Regions from separate parts of the Mus musculus genome. Here region 1 is linked to region 2. Evidence: chromatin contacts called from public Hi-C data. All regions are on one chromosome and are shown on one strand. The core of a region is the stretch at or near the end of the contact, and the rest is flanking DNA. Distances in the headings are between cores, read along the strand shown.

Region 1 (6,119 bases), core at 14-2,513, 400 kb after region 2:
CTGTAAGCAAGTCACAATTAAGTTCTCTCCGTTTGTTTGTTTGTTTGTTTTTCAAGACAGGGTTTCTATGTATAGCTCTGGCTGTCCTGGAACTCACTTTGTAGACCAGGCTGGCCTCGAACTCAGAAATCCGCCTGCCTCTGCCTCCCAAGTGCTGGGATTAAAGGCGTGTGCTACCACGCCTGGCACAATTAAGTTCTCTTGGTCTTAGAATGTTGTCGCAGCAGTAGAAAAGTAGCTACGACAAACTCTCCTTGACCTGAAGGCCAATGCCAACGATACACATCCTCCCTCCTTCTGAACCTTCTTTCTGTGGCCATGAATAATTTGCCTCATCTCAACAAGGTTTCCAGTCCAGACATAGGTTAATGGCAGCAAACTGTTTCAAGATACTTGTGGTCCTGTGCTGTCACCTAGTGGAAACTCCATGAAACTGCAGAGAGGATGCTTGAAGCACTCATGGGAGCCTGGAGAGAATTTAACAAGACTCATGATGGATTGATAACTGGTTTTAATTTTATTTAACTTTTTATTGATTCTTCATGAATTTCATACATGCAACCCAACCCCACCCATCTCCTTGTTCTCTCGTACTGTCCTTCACCCTTGCAACCTCCCACCAAAAAAAAAAAAAAACCTGGTGTGGAAGCTGCAGTGTGCATGTCCCACAGTACACCCTTTTGTCCATACTCCTTTGCTTGCAAATGTTCATTGCAATGAGTCATTTGTCTAGTTCAAGGCCTCTGGCTTCTGCTACACTATCAATACTGGAAACTTACTAGGACTCCCCTTGGACACCCTACTGTCACCCTGTGTCGTGGAGATCCTGTAGCTTTAGATGTGTAGGACTTGCCCCTTCATGCTCTCCAGCAGTCCACAGATGGAGTTGATATTGGGGTGTGCCAACTCAAAGCCCTGGATCTGGGCCTGGATGGTATCTGAGCTGCTCACCTGCCAGCTCTCCCACACCCACAGCACCAGGGAAAGCTCTCCTGCACTGCAACTGTTAAGGGCAGAGCCAGTTCTCCCACTCTCATGCCCTTGGGCGGCTCTGCCACTTGCTACAGGTGGTAAAGAGTGGGGGAGGGAGCATGTTTCCCCTCACCTATGCCACCACACAACAGATAAGTGGCAGGGCCAGCTCTGCCATGCTCACACCCTTGGGGCCAGTTTACCAACAACTCCCACTACCAGGGCCAGCTCTACTGTGCTTCCTAGGTGAGGTGTAGGACCTGCAGCCGGCTAGGGGTGGATAGGGTGAGCTCTCCTACTCTCCACCTTCATGGCTAGCTCTCCTAGGGCTGGGAGGCAAGGGATGGGGCCAGCTCTGCACAATCCTCATACAATGACAGGGCAGCAGCCCAGACCAGGGACATCTGACTAGCCTTTGGTGGTAACAAAGGACCTAAAGACCAGGACCTCACTACGGCCTTAGGTGGTACTCAAATCAGGCTCCTTGATTCTCTAGTTCTGCCTCTCTTCATTGTGCACATTCTTCTGTTTCTTTCTCTTCCATCTCTCTACCACTTGGTCATCCTAGTGGTGCCCAGTCTCTGGGTGTCTGGGGTCCTCTTAGGAATGGTCTCAGAAGTGCTATACCTTGCCCATGCCATGTGGCACCAGGTGGAAGTTGTCTTGGGCGTGGTTTTGAAATCAGTTTTGAAAGGATGAAAGGATTGGGCTAGTTCAGATATGCAGATCTTGGAGTAAGTGAGCAGTGTACATATCTGGTTATCCATGGAGACAGGAGGGAGCCACCATGAGTCTCCACGTGCGAGTTTGCATCCCCATTCATCACACACCCAGGGCTTCCCCTCTCCTCTCTCCAGACTTCACACTGTGCAACTATAGCCTATGCCAGAAGGTTCAACCATACACAAGGCTTCCCCACACACCCACAGTTAAGACTATTACTTAAGCAAGAAAGACAGCTGTAAGAAGCTAATTAGGAAACCTTCAGAACAAAGAAATTGCTGAAGAAATTGACCTTGGAGAATACTAGGCCAGGACAGCTTAGAAGAGCCCAGGCAGTGACACTCTGAGATTATCAAGGTTTCTAGCAACCTGTCCCAAATGAAAATTGCTGCGTACAAGGGTCAGCCTCCTTCGACTGTGTGCACAGCTGGGAGTGTGTGTGTGCTGAGTGGCTTTAAGCAGCAGTCAGGCAAGGTGACAGACCCAGAGGTGTGACATGGCCAGTGCCCAGCAGTCTTGAAGGAGCAAGAAACCAATGTTTTGTTTGTTGCAAGTCCAGCTGCTCACCACACCATAGTGTGATCAGGTAGAAACCAGGCAAGCTTATTCAAAAGGTCACCAATTCAGAAGCCATTCAGACAAGAGGTTTTAAAAAAAATGCTTTATTTTATTCACACACACATGTTCGCACAAAGAGAGGCCATAAATTCGAGAAATTGAGTAAGAGGAGAGCACATAGGAGAGGTTGAATGAAAAGGACAGGGAGAGAGGCCAACATAATTGTATTTTACTTTCAAAGACTTAAAAAATCAGAAATTTCATTTCATTACTCCATCTCCCCCCACCCCACCCCCAGGCGTGTACAAGCACACTTGAAGGCCAGAGGAGGGTGTCAGACTCCCCGGAGCCCAAGTCATAGGCTAGTGTGAGCAGCCCGACGGAGGTGCTGGGGACCGAACCTGAATCCACTCAGGAGCAGCAAGTGCTCTTAACAACCTAGCCATTGTCCCAGCCCCTAAATTATCTCATTGATAAGACCAAGAACCCAAAAAGGAATTTCAGTAACAACAGTTCAGCCCTGATTCACCAAGAATGATGGTGACTCATCATCTTTGCTATCTATACTTTCTGCTGACTCACAACTCCTGGTCACTCAGGTTTCTGCTGACTCATGATTCCTGTCAGCTGACTCAAGACTTCCATTATAACTTCCCTTCCCCTCATCTCTCTGCTTCAGGCCCCAAATACTTACTGCTTCTCTTTGCCCTCATTCATCATCTACAGAAAAGGATCTCAATTTTCCCAATACCCCTGGTTATTAGATTTCCCACATGGCAGCCTCACTAGCCCCCATCACTCTGAGTACAAAAGCTGAGAAGAGTGAAGAACCCCCCAGGGGCTGTTATTAGGACTGCAGACATACTATAGTCAGGACAGGTCAGTCCGGACTCCACATCTTCTTCCCAGAAGCATTCAGACTCCCTCTCAGGATTAAAAACAAGTAAAATAGTGTTATGCCAAGCACCACTTTCATTTTACAGTTTATCCCAAGCCTGACCACAGTACTAGAACATAGCCTCTTTGTACCCATTTCACAGAAATGAAAACCTATTTAGAAGGGACACTCAAATTCATGCTTCAAGCAACTGGCAGGATACGATAGATCTGAATGCTGAGGCTTCTTCAGTAGGGCTCACCATAGTCATAAATAAAACCATAATCTCAAAACCATTATGTCTTAAGTCAGAGTTTCTATTCCTACACAAAACATGACCACGAAGCAAGTTGGGGAGGAAAGGGTTTATTCAGTTAACACTTCCACACTGCTGTTCATCCCCAAGGAAGTCAGGGCTGGAACTCAAGCAGGTCAGGAAGCAGGAGCTGATGCAGAGGCCATGGAGGAATGTTACTGGCTTGCTTCCCCTGGCTTGTTCAGCTTGCTTACAGAACCCAGAATTACCAGCCCAGAGATGGCACCACCCACAAGGGGCTAGCCCCCATCCCCCCATCACTGAGAAAACTGCTGAATCTCATGGAGGCATTTCCTCAACTGAACTCCAGCTTGTGTCAAGTTGACACAAAACCAGCCAGCACACTTCGTAAATGAAAAACCCATTTAATGTACTGCCATTCTACACAACGTTGCCATTCTATACAACATGTAGGCTCAGCAGGCAAAGGTGCTTGCTGCCAATCCTGACTGGATCCACTGTAAAGAGAACCATTTCTCGACAGCTTGACCTCAATCAAGGCAAAAGCTTACACGTGCATACATTTAGTAGTTTACTAAGTAAACAATTAAGGTCGGTGCTGGCTCACCCCAGCCTTCCTTGATTGTTCTGAGAACGCGTGGTTATCCTATTCAATCTAAAGCAACCCTTATTTTATACTCAAGTGATAATCCCCTGCGGCACCCCACTTGCTGTGCTGTACGAGTGGTGAGAACTATGGTGTTCCTGTGGACATGCCTGCCATGCAATGCAAACACCTCAGGGGGCCAGACTAGGCCACACTGCAAGACCTGCTTTTAAAAGAGGGGAAAATGGTGCTGGAGAAATGGCTCAGAGAAATAGCTGCTCTTCTAGAGGATGTAGGTTTGCTTCCCAGCATCCACTGGGGCTTAAAAACTGTCTATTAACTATAGTTAAAAGGGAATCTAACACCTCTCCTGCTTGGGCACTGCACCCATGTAGTGTACACATGTAGAACTAATTAAGTGGGCCTGGTTTCTCTCTGGTGAGGACTCAAGGTCAAAAGAGGGAGGTGGGAGGGAGAATGGGGTGGATGAAAAAAAGGCCACCCTATGGGTTTGCTATCAGGGATCTCTCAAATGCCGGTCTCTGGGACACTGGAGGCATAAACTGCATAACCCAAGGTAGCTCTTGTTCAAATTAATCAAGGATCTCCAGATAAACCAAAGATGTAGCCAAGAGAGATGCCATCCTTAGGGGTAAGGTAAGAAAGATGCTGAGACAGGCAAGCTTGAAATTTCCACTGAACCTACAATAGTTTTTGGATGGAGGAATGAGTGACAGGTAGGTGGGTTACATAGGGGGATGAACAATGCAGGCATGAGATGGAAATAGGTAGCAGACTTGCCCTCCGGCAGCCTATAGTCTGATAGGCTGACAGTATAGTCTGCTAAATTTAGGACTCTTCCAACAACTTCACATCTACCAAGGAGACAGCAGAATTTGGTAAGTCTATTCATTTTGTGCTGACCATCCAGGCCAGAGCACATTAGGCTCTTGATAGTGTTCTTGTCCCTTCATACTTCTTCACTGACCAAAAGCCCAAGCTAAAGGTATGGCCTGGGTGACTATGCCCCTCTATGAGGAAGGGGACACAATCACTTTCCCTATGGCTAGGTAGGTATTGAGAATTCACCTGTCAGCCAGGCATGAAGGCTCAGGCTCATGCTTTAATCCTAGCAGTTGGGAGGCAGAGGCAAGCAGATCTGAGTAAAGACCATCCTGGGTCTACAGAGCAAGTCCCAAGAAAGCCAAAACTACACAGAAAAACCCCATCTCAAAAAAAATAAAAGATAATCTTTAAAAGACCACTCATCACATGACATAAATCTATAATCCTAGAATTTGGGAGGCTAAGGCAGAAAGATTACAAGTCTGGGACCAACACTTCTTGCATTTGGCTAGCCCAGGAAAAATCCTAACACTGTCTCAGAATAAAAAAATTTTTGAAGGACATGGAAAGGGAAGGGGGCTTAGAATCAATCATGTGTAGAGTACACATGATACTCTAAATTGCAGTGTAACCGACCACTAATCTACAAATGAGCAAGCTTAACTTCCTACACAAGGATAGGAGGGATAGAAGCCGTGGGAGGGACTCTGATATCCACTCGAAGGAAAACCTCACTTGTAAAGATAAGAGGATTATTTGACTATGAAATATGCTTAACAACTGAACAGGAAGCTAATTTTGATCCTCAAAGAGAAAGACAGCACCAATTAATGGGAACTGCCATTTCCCCAGAGCCAATAAGCTAAATAAAACTGAATTTGTTTCCTTACAACATATCAAACACTGACACTGGACTTTCCTAAACAGCCAACTGCCAGACTAGGGGACTTGAGATCCACTTTCCCAGGCTCCTCCTTCCCTTGGGATCACCTCCAGGGAACTCAATAGAGCCACCTGCTTCTTATGGAAGATGGCAACGATGGTTGGGGCAGCTCATCCTGTCAGTCAAGGCAGGAGCAGCACCAAAATGAGGGAGGGTACAGCTTCCCACAAACTTTGTGCCTCACACACAGTAAACACTTTCAGTATTTTTGTCACAGCAACTAGTAAGTAGTAGACACACAGAGACCTTGTAAACTTTCCTGCATGGACAAATCATCAACAGATCTGAGCAAAGTCTGGGGGTAGAGATCCCCCAAGTTCGGCAGGTCGCAGAGCAG
Region 2 (6,827 bases), core at 3,265-5,764:
AACTTGAGCAAATCGATGTGGTTCTTACTGGAGTTTGAATATGAATTCTGCCCCACACGCTCATCATTGAATGTTTGATCTTAGTGACACTATTCTGGAAACTTTAGGAGGTGGCACCTGGATGAAGGAATTAGGACACTGGAGCTATAGCTTTCAAGGTTCTATCTGGCCCCTGAGTCACTTACTCTCACCCCTCTCTCTTCTTGTCTACCCAGAGATGATGAATTTCCCCTGTCACTCACTCCCAGCCTCTGATATACTATGTCAGGTGTAGGCTCAGAATCAGCTGAGCCAAGGACTGGGAGATGAAAGATCTGAAACCACAAGGTAAGTCTTTCTTTCCTTAATGGGTTCTCTCTGTACCGTGGTACCAGGAACGAAATGCTAGCACAGCCCCCTTGCCAGCTGCAGCACTTGGGAAAGCAGGCCCCACACCTTGTTTGGGCAGCACAGTAGAGCTGGCCCTGGTGGCATGGGTGGAGAAAAGCAGGCTTCAAGTGTATAACCTCTAGAGATGGCCTTGTCCCTTGCCAGGGCAGTGCTGGAGAGCTGACCCCTGGTGGTTGGGTGTGGAAAAGCTGATCCTGATGGTGTAAGTGTGGGAGCGCTGGTGCGCTCAGCAACTCAGCTACCACCCAGACCCAGATCCAGGGCTTTAAGTTGGGCCATCCCAACATCTATCTCATTTATGAACTGCTGGAGCAGGTGAAGGGGCTGGTCCTGCAGAACCAAAGCTACAAGATCTCCATGACACAGAACATCAGGATTGAGAGGAGTCCAGGTAAGGATCCAGTATTGATAGTGTAGCAGAAGCCAGAGGCCTCCAACCAGGCCAATGACTCAGTGCAATGAACATTTGCAGGTAAAGCTGCTTGGGCAAAAGAGTATACTATGGGACAGACACATTATGACACAAGGCAGCTTCCATGGGAGATGGTTTCTGCTTTGTTGTTTTGTTTTGTGGGGAAGGTTGCAAGGGCAGAGGACAGATAGAGAGGGTGGGGAGATGAGTGGGGTTGGGGTGCATGATATGAAATCCACAAAAAGTCAGTAAAAAAATTTAGTAAGAAAGAAAATGCTAGTATAGGTCTGTCGCATGCGCCCATATAAAAATGGAAACTGTGGTCATCCCAGAAGGCTCCCTGCATACTTTCCTGCTAATAGAGCATCCTCATTAACTTACTAAGTAGCAAGATATGGTGGCAATTATAAAAGAATTATAAAAAGCCACGGTGATTTTGAAAACATGATAAGCATAGGTGCTATTTCGAGGTGTCTCAAGCAATTCCTACTCGAGTTTAAGTTTCTTTATCAGCTGATAACAAAGATAAAGTAGAGGCAAGTGTAGGTGTTCCTGTGCTGTTGCTGCAGGTTTTTTAAAGCACTGAACACTGCCAGGCACATTGTAAATACCCAACTCTAGAGACTGCTGGTTCTGTGATCTTCATCTTGAAACAGAAAGTTAAGTGGTAACTCAAGGCTCTCAGGCCAAAGAGCAGCTAAACCGTAGCAGAAGTGTAAGAAAGAATAAAAAGATAGAGACTGTGGGTATGACTTGGAGTACTGCAGTCACTCCTGAGAAATGTAACTGTGTTCTCTGTTTTCAACTGCCAAAACCAGAATTCAGCACCTTCCTCACGGAGCCTGAGGTGACAGTCCTGAGGTTCATTCAGTGATCTGATCATCGAGGAGTCAATCAGCAAAAAGCTGACCCAACCCCCAACCAGAAATGATCACAGAAGTCCCCATCTGTCTATATCTGTCAAGTGGGACATGGAGGGGTCATGGTGTCTTTATCACTAATGGCATCAAGTTCCCTGTGTTTCTGACCAAACTGGAGCTGGGCAGAGACTCACTATAGACTTGACCAAGGCTCGGTATCCAGCAAGCCAAAGTGATGTTAGGAAACTCACAGACCTACTAGGAATTGAAAGAAGATCCTTGGACATGCTAGACTACAGGTCTGAGCTAGCTCCTTGGTTTTCTTTTTACTGTTTATTTTGAGAGATTGTCTACCTAAGTTGCTTCTACAGACCTTGAATTCACTTTATACTCCAAGCTAGCCTTGAACCTGTGAGCTTTATGCCTCAGCCTCCCTAGGACTGAGAAAAAAGGCTGCTCTGCAAGAATCTGCTCACCATAATCTTGTTATCCTATGTCTCACGTAGTATGAGCAAGGACTCAAAGAGAAGGGTGAGGATCAGATTGTTTGAGAAACATGCACAAGAGCTGGTCCCAGAGGTAGATTCCTAGGCTCCACTCAAGACCAATGAACTAAAGACTATGGTTTGTCATCTGAGCACCTGCATTTTAACAAGCTTCCCCAGGTAACTGTGATGTGTGCTCCTTTCTGAGACAGGCTCTCATAAGAAACATGTAGAGGTATATTTGAATTTCTCTCTGCCTTCCCAGTGTCTATCAGAGAGAGTTACATTACCCAGGGAACTCTTCAAAGGTGGGTATTTGCTTCACTGATGTAGCCCTGGTGCAAAATCCTCAGTGGAATTTTGTCTGGCTTGAGCTTGCACAGGTCTTGCGCATACCGTTCAACTGCTATGAGTCAATATTTCATACAACTTGTGGGCTGTGCCCCGGAAAACATTATTTCCACATAATCATCTACTGCCTCTGGATCTTACACTGTTCCGGTCTCTCTTCTGCAATGATCTGTGAGCTTTTGGAGGAAGAAATGTGGTCTAGATGTTTCACTTAAGTCTGAGCATTCTGTAGTTTCTTATTCTCTGCACCTTTATCAATTGTGAGTATCTATGTTAATCACCATCTACTTCAAATAGATGCATCTCTGATGACGATTGAGCGCTTAATTGATCTATGGGTATGATGGGAAGTCATTAAGAGTTGGTTTAATGCATATCTCTAACAGATAGACATAGGAGGTTCTCTCTAGGGCCACAGGTTGCATCAGTTCAGTCGAGGGCACATTAAAATGGGAAACATCTCTACCAGCTATACCTCTAACAAGGGGTTAGTATCTAGATTACATAAAGAACTAAAAATTACATAAAGAACTAAAAGAAAGTAAATGACCCAGTTAAAAAATGGGGCATGAAACTAAACAGAGAGTTCTCAAAAGATAAAATGAAGATGTCTAAAGAACATTCTCAAATGCCAGGCCCAGGAAGCAGGAATGGGTGGGTTGGGGAGCAGCGGGAGGGGAGAGAGGATAGGGGATTTTTGGAGTGGAAACTAGGAAAGGGGATAACATTTGAAATGTAAATAAAGAAAATATCTAATAAAAAAGAAAAAAAGGAAAAAAAAAAACCCTTTAGCCATCAGGAAAATGTAAATTAAAACTGCTTTGAGATTTCATCTGACCACAGTCAAAATGGCTAAAATACAAAAAAATAAAAAAATAAATTTCTTTTAAAAATAAATGCTCATGTGAATGTGGGGGAGGGGAACACTTACTCATTGCAGGTGGGAGTGCCAACTGGTGCAGCCACTGTGGACATCAGCATGGAGGAGTGTCAAAGGAGCCAAAAATAAATCTACCACATAAAAGAGCTACACCTCTCTTGGGCATATACCCAAGGATTCTATATCCTACAACAGAGATACCTGCTCATGCATATTCATGCTGCTCTTCATCTCTCTTTGTCTCCATATTCTTGCCATAAAAGTTTGAAACCACAGCTACAAAATTTGGAGCATGCGTCTCTGCTTCTTGAATTTGACCACTTGACTTGCTTTGTCCAATAGGAAATTAGATGTGACCCAGGAGGGCTTGAAACAGACTTTTGTGATTGGTTAGCTTCTATGATGACTCATCCATCACCAGGGGAACAGCTTCCTTTGGCTAGATGTTTCTTCCTGAGGCTGGGAATGAACATATAAGAATAGAGCTCCAATCTGTCCGAGGGTGTGCTTTACCTGCCATTGGGATATTGTGCCATTTGTTACGCAGCCATGGCTAACTGATAGTAATGGTAGCAAGTATATCTACCCCTATTTACAAAGCGTATGAGTTGATATACAGAGAAGATAGACAGTACAAGGGATGTGGAAACTGACATGGAGAATCTAGGCTCTGCCCCAGACTATATGGTTAAGGTATCTCACCTCTCCTAACCTTCATTTATAAATGGAGAATAACAATCACTTCCCACTTAGTCATGAAGAGTGAATAAGATGATGACTATTAGGGGCTGAGAACAGAGTGTGCAGTAAAAGCCAAGAAGGCAGGGAGGATTTCCATGAAAACAAAGTTCACCTGCAAGCGAAGCCATGGCTTACAGCTCCTATGTGCCAACAGTGCTGCCGTGCTGAGTCTAAGAATGTGTGCTGTCCTCCCTGAGACTTCCAAGGCCTGTGAGCATCCGTGCCAGGTGTTTGCTTCTTTTGTGGGCGTCTCTTCTTTCCTTTAAACCTGTTGCCACAAGAATGGATGTCCTGTGCTGGTTACAGACTGGCAGAAAGAAGGAAGGGGGTACCCCACCCTCCTGTATTCTCACTGGGAAATTATCCTCAGCCCTTGATACATTAAAATGGAAGAGCTGTAAATGCCAGTTGCCATGGCAACACTTTGCATGCCTCTCTGTGATTGGTGGTGTGAGTTCACTTTCCTTTGGGTGTTGCAGCCTAATTAACTGTTATTTTTGTCAGTGTGGAGGAAGAACCCACACTTGGGGGTTTTGGCAGTGATTGCAGCCCCTGTGGACTGAGTTAATTTTCATAGAGTACAAAGAGAAATGGCTGGACCCCAATAATATTTACAGGCTCAGAAAAGTTGCCAATGTTTAACTAAGAGTCAGAGAAAATACTCGAGTACTCCCCAACTTCCCTCTAGCAGTTTCAGTGTCTCTAACAATTGCTAAAGTTGTTTGGACTAGATTAGGGATAAAAGGCAGCTATGTTCGCAAACTCAGAGTCAGTACCTCCTCCATCAGACACGTACACACTTGCGTGTGTTGGAATGTTCGGCCTCACACTTCTTCCCCCACAAGCTGATGTGGCATACTGGAAGTATTCAAGCATAGCTAACAGGGCATGTGCAGTCTGTCGGATATGTTTCTCTATCTCCACACCCAACAATGCCATCCTTATTCTGCCAGTCTGGTGGACCCAGCCAAATGCCTCAACACTTCCGGAAAAGGAAATTCCATGTTGCCACAAGCCTAAAATCTAGGTAGCTGCCTCACTGAGGTCCAACCAGTCTATTTTCAATTTGGACTCCTGGGTGCACTGACTGTACTCAGGGTATTAACTGGACTGTTCTACTCACATACCTTCATAGTTTTTAAAACCTTTGCTTCTTGTCATGAGCTTTGGAGACACCAAAGACTCCTCTCTAGGAAAGGGGAAAACACATTTTTCATTGCTAACAAATGAGGTCCCTTGTAAATAACAAACTGAACTCTTTCTGAAGGCCTGGGGAAGAGTAAGAAGTGAACCATCAGCTTGGGGGCCAGACAAATGGCTCCATAGGCAAAGTGCTGGCTGTACAAGCGTGAGAGCCTCACAATTCAGAGCTCCAGCATCCAACGGCTGAAGGTGAGAAAAGGAAGAAAGATTGGATTTGATTTCTAGATGTGTTGGACTTGATCTCAAAACTGTCTCTTCAGAGGGCTAGTGAGCATTTGGAATTCATTTTCATGTCTTTGTTCCTTGAGTTGGGAGCTCATTAGTTGGGATCACACACACACACACACACACACACACACACACACACACACACCCTCATATTATATCAGAAGCTTGAAACTCTTTCCCATCAGCCTTTGCCCAGAGACAGAAGTATGTGAATTAGGCTCTACCTATCAATGAAATGGAATCTGCTTGCTACAGAGTAATCTACCCCAGTTGAGGGACACAAGGAATGCACATTTTCCAGAATCCCCAAAGGCACAGAGCCCCTGACTTCACAGTCCCATGCCCAGGGTCCATTCTACAAACTATAGCATAGCTTCTTCACACATGGACTGGAAGCCAGGTCCTCTGCAGTGTCTATGGGTATGTGCAAGCAACACAGCTCAATAGGAATCTCTCTCTCTCTCTCTCTCTCTCTCTCTCTCTCTCTCTCTCTCTCTCTCTGTGTGTGTGTGTGTGTGTGTGTGTGAGAGAGAGAGAGAGAGAGAGAGAGAGAGAGAGAGAGAGACAGACAGACAGACAGACAGACAGACAGACAGACAGACACAGACAGACAGTGGGTAAGTAGATCAAGACCAACCGAGGAAGCTCATTGGAAAGAAAACTTTTGGTTCCCTCATGAAACAGGTCCCAGCTCTTGGCCAAGAAACCAATGTTGAGCCTCTCTTCACTGGGGTGTTATGATGGCCACTAGAGTCATGTTCTACAAAATAAATAAGACTTGTTCTCTCTCTGTCACTTCTACCATGGGCATCTCAGATGCTTCATGGCATTATCAGCCTGTTGATTAACCTCTGAACTGTAAGATGGTTTTGCAGGGTCAACACTACATCCTCCTATGGTAAGAAAGTGGCAGAGTACTGCAACCTGGGACTCAGCCCTGCTCCTTGAGGATAAGGGTTTTCCTGGATCCTGACAACTTGAGTTTAGCCCTAAAACAGAGTCCAGTCATTGATGCTGGACTTCACACCTGAGCTGGAAGGTTAGAGCCTTTCCTAATGGACTCATCCCCCCAACATCGGGCAGATCTGGTGGTGTACACATTGCTGAAGATATGGAGCTCCCACCATGTGTAAGGCTCCCTCCAATGGCCTGTGTAAATCCCCTGCTACCGTTCTTTACCTCTGTCAACTTACACATACACATACACGACCCAGCTTCAGAGGTGCTTCTCAGGTGCTGCCATCAACCTGTGGTCAGTGAGACATAGCCCAATTCTT

What was found. Hi-C and Micro-C count contacts between places; a contact is called where the count stands out from the background.
Region 1: a Hi-C map of cortical neurons shows a contact between it and region 2, with 5 times the contacts expected there. The contact joins two enhancer-like sites. A contact is called at or near these places in 2 of 484 Hi-C or Micro-C datasets (both in cortical neurons) and 4 of 115 datasets of contacts at active chromatin or transcription factors (T-cell acute lymphoblastic leukemia, astrocytes, bone marrow-derived macrophages and 1 more).

The regions. Positions count from the first base shown.
Region 1 is chr7:118,102,033-118,108,151 of GRCm38.p6, forward strand. It overlaps Rps15a (ribosomal protein S15A), which reads right to left. Exons shown (of 5, transcript NM_170669.2): 5 at 2,342-6,119. Among named protein-coding and RNA genes, the nearest start is that of Rps15a, 11 kb to the right of the region's middle. Within about 2 kb of position 1,264, at least 107 of the 459 cell types and tissues checked have an H3K27ac peak or open chromatin away from gene starts, as enhancers often do. A contact at or near this core is called in cortical neurons, where this site is marked.
Region 2 is chr7:117,695,272-117,702,098 of GRCm38.p6, forward strand. No RefSeq gene overlaps it. Among named protein-coding and RNA genes, the nearest start is that of Gm34762, 61 kb to the right of the region's middle. Within about 2 kb of position 4,515, at least 40 of the 459 cell types and tissues checked have an H3K27ac peak or open chromatin away from gene starts, as enhancers often do. A contact at or near this core is called in cortical neurons, where this site is marked.